2 separate regions of the Mus musculus genome follow, and region 1 is linked to region 2. The links are chromatin contacts, called in public HiChIP or PLAC-seq maps. All regions are on one chromosome and are shown on one strand. Each heading gives the region's core, a stretch centred on a gene start, on an enhancer-like site or on the middle of the called end of the contact. The rest is flanking DNA. Distances are from core to core; before and after follow the strand shown.

Evidence for each region. HiChIP or PLAC-seq counts read pairs in DNA pulled down with a chosen protein or histone mark.
Region 1: a contact with region 2 is called in an H3K27ac HiChIP or PLAC-seq map of microglia, with 2.7 times the contacts expected there. The contact joins two enhancer-like sites. A contact is called at or near these places in 1 of 115 datasets of contacts at active chromatin or transcription factors (microglia) and 2 of 9 other capture datasets (liver and pancreatic islet).

The regions. Positions count from the first base shown.
Region 1 is chr17:28,418,826-28,422,014 of GRCm38.p6, reverse strand. All of the region lies in intron 5 of Fkbp5 (FK506 binding protein 5), which reads left to right. Among named protein-coding and RNA genes, the nearest start is that of Gm22146, 26 kb to the left of the region's middle. Within about 2 kb of position 1,719, at least 132 of the 459 cell types and tissues checked have an H3K27ac peak or open chromatin away from gene starts, as enhancers often do. A contact at or near this core is called in microglia, where this site is marked.
Region 2 is chr17:28,292,906-28,296,023 of GRCm38.p6, reverse strand. Ppard (peroxisome proliferator activator receptor delta) reads right to left here. Exons shown (of 8, transcript NM_011145.3): 4 at 529-683. Among named protein-coding and RNA genes, the nearest start is that of Fance, 19 kb to the left of the region's middle. Within about 2 kb of position 1,368, at least 86 of the 459 cell types and tissues checked have an H3K27ac peak or open chromatin away from gene starts, as enhancers often do. A contact at or near this core is called in microglia, where this site is marked.

The DNA of each region.
Region 1 (3,189 bases), core at 470-2,969, 130 kb before region 2:
TAAGTGTTGTGGCATACAAAGGCAGTGTGGAGCTCTGGGCTGGCCTGCTGGGACTCTTCCTTGTACTTGACAACTGTGTGGGACAAAAGTGCATTCTTACAGGGATCCTAAAGTGTTCATTGGAGGGCACCTCCCTACTAATGTGAGGAATAACCCTGTATGTTGTTCCCTGAGTTCATCTCCACACCCACACGTAATGCACTGCTTGCCTATGAACAGATGAATGAATGAAATGCCAGCTCTGTTCAAATGCTTTAATGTAGCGCCTGTCTTCTTTTTTCTCTTTTACAATTAAAAAAAAAAATCAGTTGTATGCTTATGCATGCTTTACCTGCGTGTATGTCTGTGTACCATATGTATGACTGGTGCCTGAGGAGGGCAGAAGAGGGCATCCTATCCTCTGGAACTGGAGTGATAGGTAGTTGTGAGCCACTTGTGGCTGCTAGGAACTGAACCCAGGCCCTCTCTACAAGAGCAACAAGTGCTAACAGCCAAGCCATCTGTCCAGCCCCTTTGTTTTCTTCAGAGACAAGGTCTCCTGTCACTAAGGCTGGCCTTGAAATACTGGTCCTCTTGCCTCTCTCTGCCTCTTGAGTTGAGTGATAATCCCCCAAAGTGCCCGTGCCACTATGCCCACTCTAAACTCTTAGTTATTTACTTTGTGTGGGTCTGGGACTCATACCTCGTGCTTCAAGAGTGCGGAGTAAGCACTCTACTCTGAGTCCTATCACCAAGCTCCTCAGTACTTAAAACTCCCTGTTGTTGTTGCTGCTATGTGTGTTTGCTTGAGAACAGGTCTCACCAGGTAGCTCTCAACCTCCCAGCTCTTTATGAAGCCCTAGCTGCTCTCAAACAGGCTGGGATCCTCTTGCCTCTGCTTGCCAGACGCCACTACACTTAGCTTTGGAATGCTTCGCTTCTGCTAGCAGTTTCAGGCTAGCCAGGATCATCTCACCAACGGAGGAGAGACCACAGACAGAGTTGTTAGGCGGCAGAATGACACTGGCTAATGTTGAGGTGTGCTCAAGTCCTCTGCTGTTGTAAAAGGAAGAGCAGTTAAGATCATAAAAGCCATTCCAGTAGTCAGGACCCGCGCCTGCCCTGGGCTAGGGTCTGGCTCGCAGTGCACCCTTCCCCTGAGTTAGAGCAGGAAGGGAGGCTGTGTGGGGGGAGTCTGAGCACCATGCCTGACAGGAATGATGTCCTTGTGGTCAGTGGTTAATGTACCTCGCTGCTTTACAAGAGTCCCGGCTTGCCTTCTTGGGGCATAATAACATCCACTCTCCTGGGAACCCTTGCCCAGTGTCATTGACTGGTCCCACCCTGGGTTCTGCTAGCCAGATGACCAGTCTTTCCTAGTAGTGATGCCATTACAACACTGCCGTTCAGAGCCCATCACCCAGTCTTTGGGGACGAGTGCAGAGCTATCAGACACCAGCTACTATAATTAGAAAAGGGAAAGCAGGCGCTCACCGAGCTCACATCTTAGGCTGGGGCATTTACAGCACTTTTTTTAAAAAGTTGCAGCCTCTTCCTCAGTTTTGCTTCCTGAAATACAAGCTGTACAGTTTTGGGGTTCTCACATTTCAGTTTTTGTTACTGCTGTATGCTCCCCACCCCCATTTTAATCGGAGAACAAATTGCTGTCAGCACATCGAGTTCATGTGCCAGCCACATTCAGAACAGGGTGTTCTGTGCTCTTCAAAACAAAATTGCTCTAGGGCAGTAAGAGAACAATAAGTCAGAGCTCAGTTTAAGTGATGTCTGCAGTGACCAGACTCACTTGATGTGCTTACACTCTGGATTGCACAGCTGAACTTGGCTAGTTTGGTTTGCTTTGACTTTGTGGGGTTTGTTGGAGTACCCCCCTTACAGGTTACATAGACTTTTAAGTCAAGAGAAAATATTGCCAGTTTTAAACTTGTTTGTTTCTCTTTACCAAAAAAAAAAAAAAAAAAATCCCTAAGAAAAGCCTCCTGTGTGCACTTGTGTTCACTTGGAGACCATTGTAGATCATTTGCTTCCTGTAAATCATGCTGGATGAGATTAGCAGCAGACCTCCTGAGCCCTAGAGGCTGAGCTCCCGAGTGAGTCATGGTGGCTTGTATTAAATATTTATGAAATGAGTATTTGTGCTATGGAATACAAAGTCAAAAGCACCCACAGGTCTTCCAGAGTCAGAGCAGGGGAAGTGGGATTACTAGGAACCGGGCGCCTCTGCATGGATCCGCTCAGAGCAAGTCCTTACTGTGCAGAGGCCTGCCAGGGCCCTGGTGCTGCGAGCTCTCGTCAGCAACCTTGCAGGACTTGTCACACCAGTGTTCAGAAGCCAAACAATCCAGCCTGTGGTGACCTTTCTCCATGTACATGGAGACAATCATGGGCTGTGTTTACCAGCTCTGACCCTTCATTTTTCCTGACTTAACATTCCATCATGTCCTGAAGTGATTGGTGCATGCATGTATGTGTGAGGAATCGGGAATGTCACCTAAGATCTCTAATTTGTATTATTATGTATGTAAGTGTGCACGTAGAGTGAGAAGAAATGATTCCCCTCTTCTACCACTGACGCCCAGGTAATAAGATTGGGACATCAGGTGCAGGCAACCTTGGGCTAGCTGCTGATTTTCCAGACACAATTGGACAACTTAAAAAATCCACGTAACTCCATGTTCTAGGGCTCTGATGCCCTCTTCTGACCTCTGTGGGCACCTGTACATGCATAGCATATAGTCAAACACACACGTATGTAAATTAATAAAACCTTTTTTTTTCCTTTTTAGATTTTTATGTGTATATCTTTTTTTGTCTGAATGTATCCATGCAGTGCCCATGGAAGCCAGAAGAGGGCATTAGACCCCAGGAGCTGGAGGCACAGACAGTTATTACAGTTACTGGCTTCCATACAGATGCTAGGAATGGAACCCCAGCTCTGTGGCACAAGCAGCAGGTTCTCTTCCCCACTGTCTCCAGCCCCAGCAATTGCCTTCCTGCTCTGCCTTTGTCACATCCTGACTTTCTGGTTACTTTTTGCTTTCTTCTGACATTCATTCATCTTTCCTGCACACAGCGATGCTTAGCACACGGAAAGAGAATGTCTGAAATTTTTTACAGACTCTGGGAATCTCACTTAGGTCTTTGGTTTTGTTTTGTTTTTTTAAGATTTATTTATTATATGCAGCTGTTTTC
Region 2 (3,118 bases), core at 119-2,618:
CTGTGTGTGGGCACGTGCACGCATGTTGAGTGTGGGTGACTTCAGGCCAGAAGAGGACTGGAGCTGGGGTAATAGGAGATTGAACCACCAGACATGGTTGCTGGAAATCAAACTCGGATCCTCAGAAGAGCAGCAAGCGCTCTTCAGCACTGAGCCGCCTCTCGCCATCCTTTCAGATGGCGCTTTGTGAAATTCTGATGGTGTGTCGTTAGAACAACTTAGAAGCATCACTCTCTTGCCAAAGATCCTCTTAAGACCCAAGGCCCTGGAAACTGACTTCAATGGACACTCAGCCCAAGCTTGCTCTTTCCCTGCCTGCCTGCTGGAGCCCAGGCCCCAGAGCTGGCCATCCACAGCGTCTGAGTGGATAGCTGGGTCAGTAGGCAGGTGTCCATTTGGACACCTGTCTTTTCTTCCCTTGGATGACCCAGAGCTCAGGCCTCTAAGGAACCAAAGAGCTTTGCTGGAGCTATTTTCGGGGTCCTACCTGAAGCAGGCAAATCCCCACGCCCCTCAGTCCATCTGTACCTTGCACCCCTCGCACGCGTGGACCCCGTAGTGGAAGCCCGAGGCCTTGTCCCCGCACACCCGACATTCCATGTTGAGGCTGCCGCCTGAGGCCCCATCACAGCCCATCTGCAGCTGGTCCAGCAGGGAGGAAGGGGAGGAATTCTGGGAGAGGTCTGTGAAGACAGGACGGAGGGGCAGTTAAACAATCAGCTACCAGGCCTACAAGCCAGGTGGGGGAAGGAAGAGCTGCAGCCTAGAGCTCAGCTGAAGAGCTCAGCAGCCATGGGCTGTGTGACTGGGGAAAAGCTTCAAGGGCCCAGCCTCCTCTCCAGTTCAGGGTCGGGGGAAGCCCCGCTAGGCAGGCAGCTGAGCAGCTGCCGCTCACAGCCTCCCTGACTGGGAGAGGAGGGGGCCTGGTGGGCTTTGGGTAAATAGCATCTTCAGTGGGTCCCGGATGATGGTGGGGTGGAGTGTGTCTGTTGGGAACTGTGGGGGTGCGGAGCTCCGCCCAGCTGGCTCCCATCCCAGGAGTTCAAGTCTCTGTGGACCCCAGGGTTGCTGTCAGGACTCTCCCAGAAGTCCTGCTGGAGTGAGCTCAGGTGCAGCACCAGCTTGCCCTGTTCTACTGCGTACACAGAGGTTTGGGCTGAGGTTTCAAGGCTGGCAAGGACAGTGGGAGGCTGTAACTGCACGGTCACAGGGATGGACCTGCTGTCACACAACTGTCTAGACGCCAGCGAGCCTCTTCTGAGTCTACTTTGAGATTTAAGGAGGAGACAAGCGATGAGACTGGCTTCACAGTACTACCCATCCACTTCCGTTTGCTGGCCTTACTTACAGTCTGGGCTGGCTCCTGGGGCTGCAGACTCACTTCCTCAGAGACAGGCACCAACTCCCCAGACCAGTGAGAGACACTCAAGCAGGAGAGAGACCACAGCCACGTGATCAGCGCAGACCAGCACTCCCAGCCTGTACACTGGCCACAGCAGGGGAACTCAGGCAGCAAGGGACCATGGGGGCTATAGCCATCCCAGACGCTAAAGTTTGCGTGTGTTACATAAGGTCATAAGTGGCCTGGAACCCTAGTTCAGGACGACTGTCATTCCAAAGGTATAAATGCCCTCCGGCCCCAGCTGAGGAGAGCTGATCCCCTCATTTTCTCTGGCAGGCCCTCCTGGAGGGTAAAGCAGCTTTGGACTTCCTGGTAGTTTCACCAAGGGATGGGGATGGGGTCTGTGCGTTCTCATGTGGGCACACTGACGCCCAAGGCTGAGAAGTTGTGGATACCAAGCTCATGGCAAGCTCCCCAGCTCTCTGGGTCTGTGCTCTCCACGGCAAGCCCCTCCTGTGCAGGCAGGGCCAGGAGAAACCCGGTACAGCCTCTTGTCTCCCCACATCCATGGCTGTCCTGGAGTGCTCTCTGGCTCGGGGATGGGGTGGGGTGTCTGTACACCTCCAGAACCCTGTGATTAGCCAAGATAACCAGGTCCTACTGGCTACCCGAGGTAGGCCAGGGGAATTACTACCACAGAGAAACAGGCCCAGCTCACCAGTGAGTGGTGGAATGCCTCAGCTTGAGTGAGGGCTCCAAGCCATGTGTAACTTGACACACAAGGCCAGAGAAGCAGGACCTGTGGGGACGGGTATGGCGTCATCTGAGTATGTGTGCTGAGTGGATAGAAATAGTGTCTGGGTGGCTTTTCCAAAAACAATGTTTCTGCTTCTTCCTGGCTGGCCACTGGCTTGAGGATTTGTCCTCATACCACCACAATATCACACCCAGGAGAATGACCCCACTGCAGGCACAGCTCCTGGAGGTGATGGTCCTGTGCCTTCTCTGTTACACCCTGATCAGAGTGTGGCAGATCGGTGACTGCACAAGTGGACGTTGGGATTCTATAAGACCCTTCTTCACACAGAACACTGCCCCAAGCTCTTCAGGGCGAGGGTGCAAAAGGTTGGGTCTGCTCTGTGGGCACTATTTTCCCTTCCTGAATTCTCTCTTTCCTCTTTTTTTTTTTTTTTTTGAGACAATAGCTCTTGTGACCCAGGCTAGTTTTGAATTTACTATGTGACTGAGGTCAGCCTTGAACATGCATGCATGTGTGTGTGTGTGTGTGTGTGTGTCTGTGTGTGTGTGTATCACTCCTCACTGTTGTCTTTTTTTCTTTTATTTTCTTTTTGAGACACAGTTTCTCTGTATAGACCTGGTTGTCCTGGAACTAGATTTATAGACCACACTGGCCTCAAACTCAGAGATCCTCCTGCCTCTGCCTCTTGAGTGCTGGGATTAAAGGTGATGGACACCACGCATGACTTCCACTGTATTTTTTGAGTCATGGTTTCCCACCAAACCAGGAGCTCTCTGCCTGGCCTGGCTGACTGAGCAGTGAGCCTAGGGGTCTCCTGTCTCCTAACCCCAGCACTGGGGTCACAGGTCATACGAACACTCTGGATTTAGTTCTAATTCCAAAGTTTTTACTTTCTTTCTTTCTTTCTTTTTTTCTTTATATACATGTGTCTGGGTTCTCTCTCTCTCTCTCTCTCTCTCTCTCTCTCTCTCTCTCTCTCTCTCTCCCTCCCTCCCTCCCTCCCTCCCTCCCTGAAC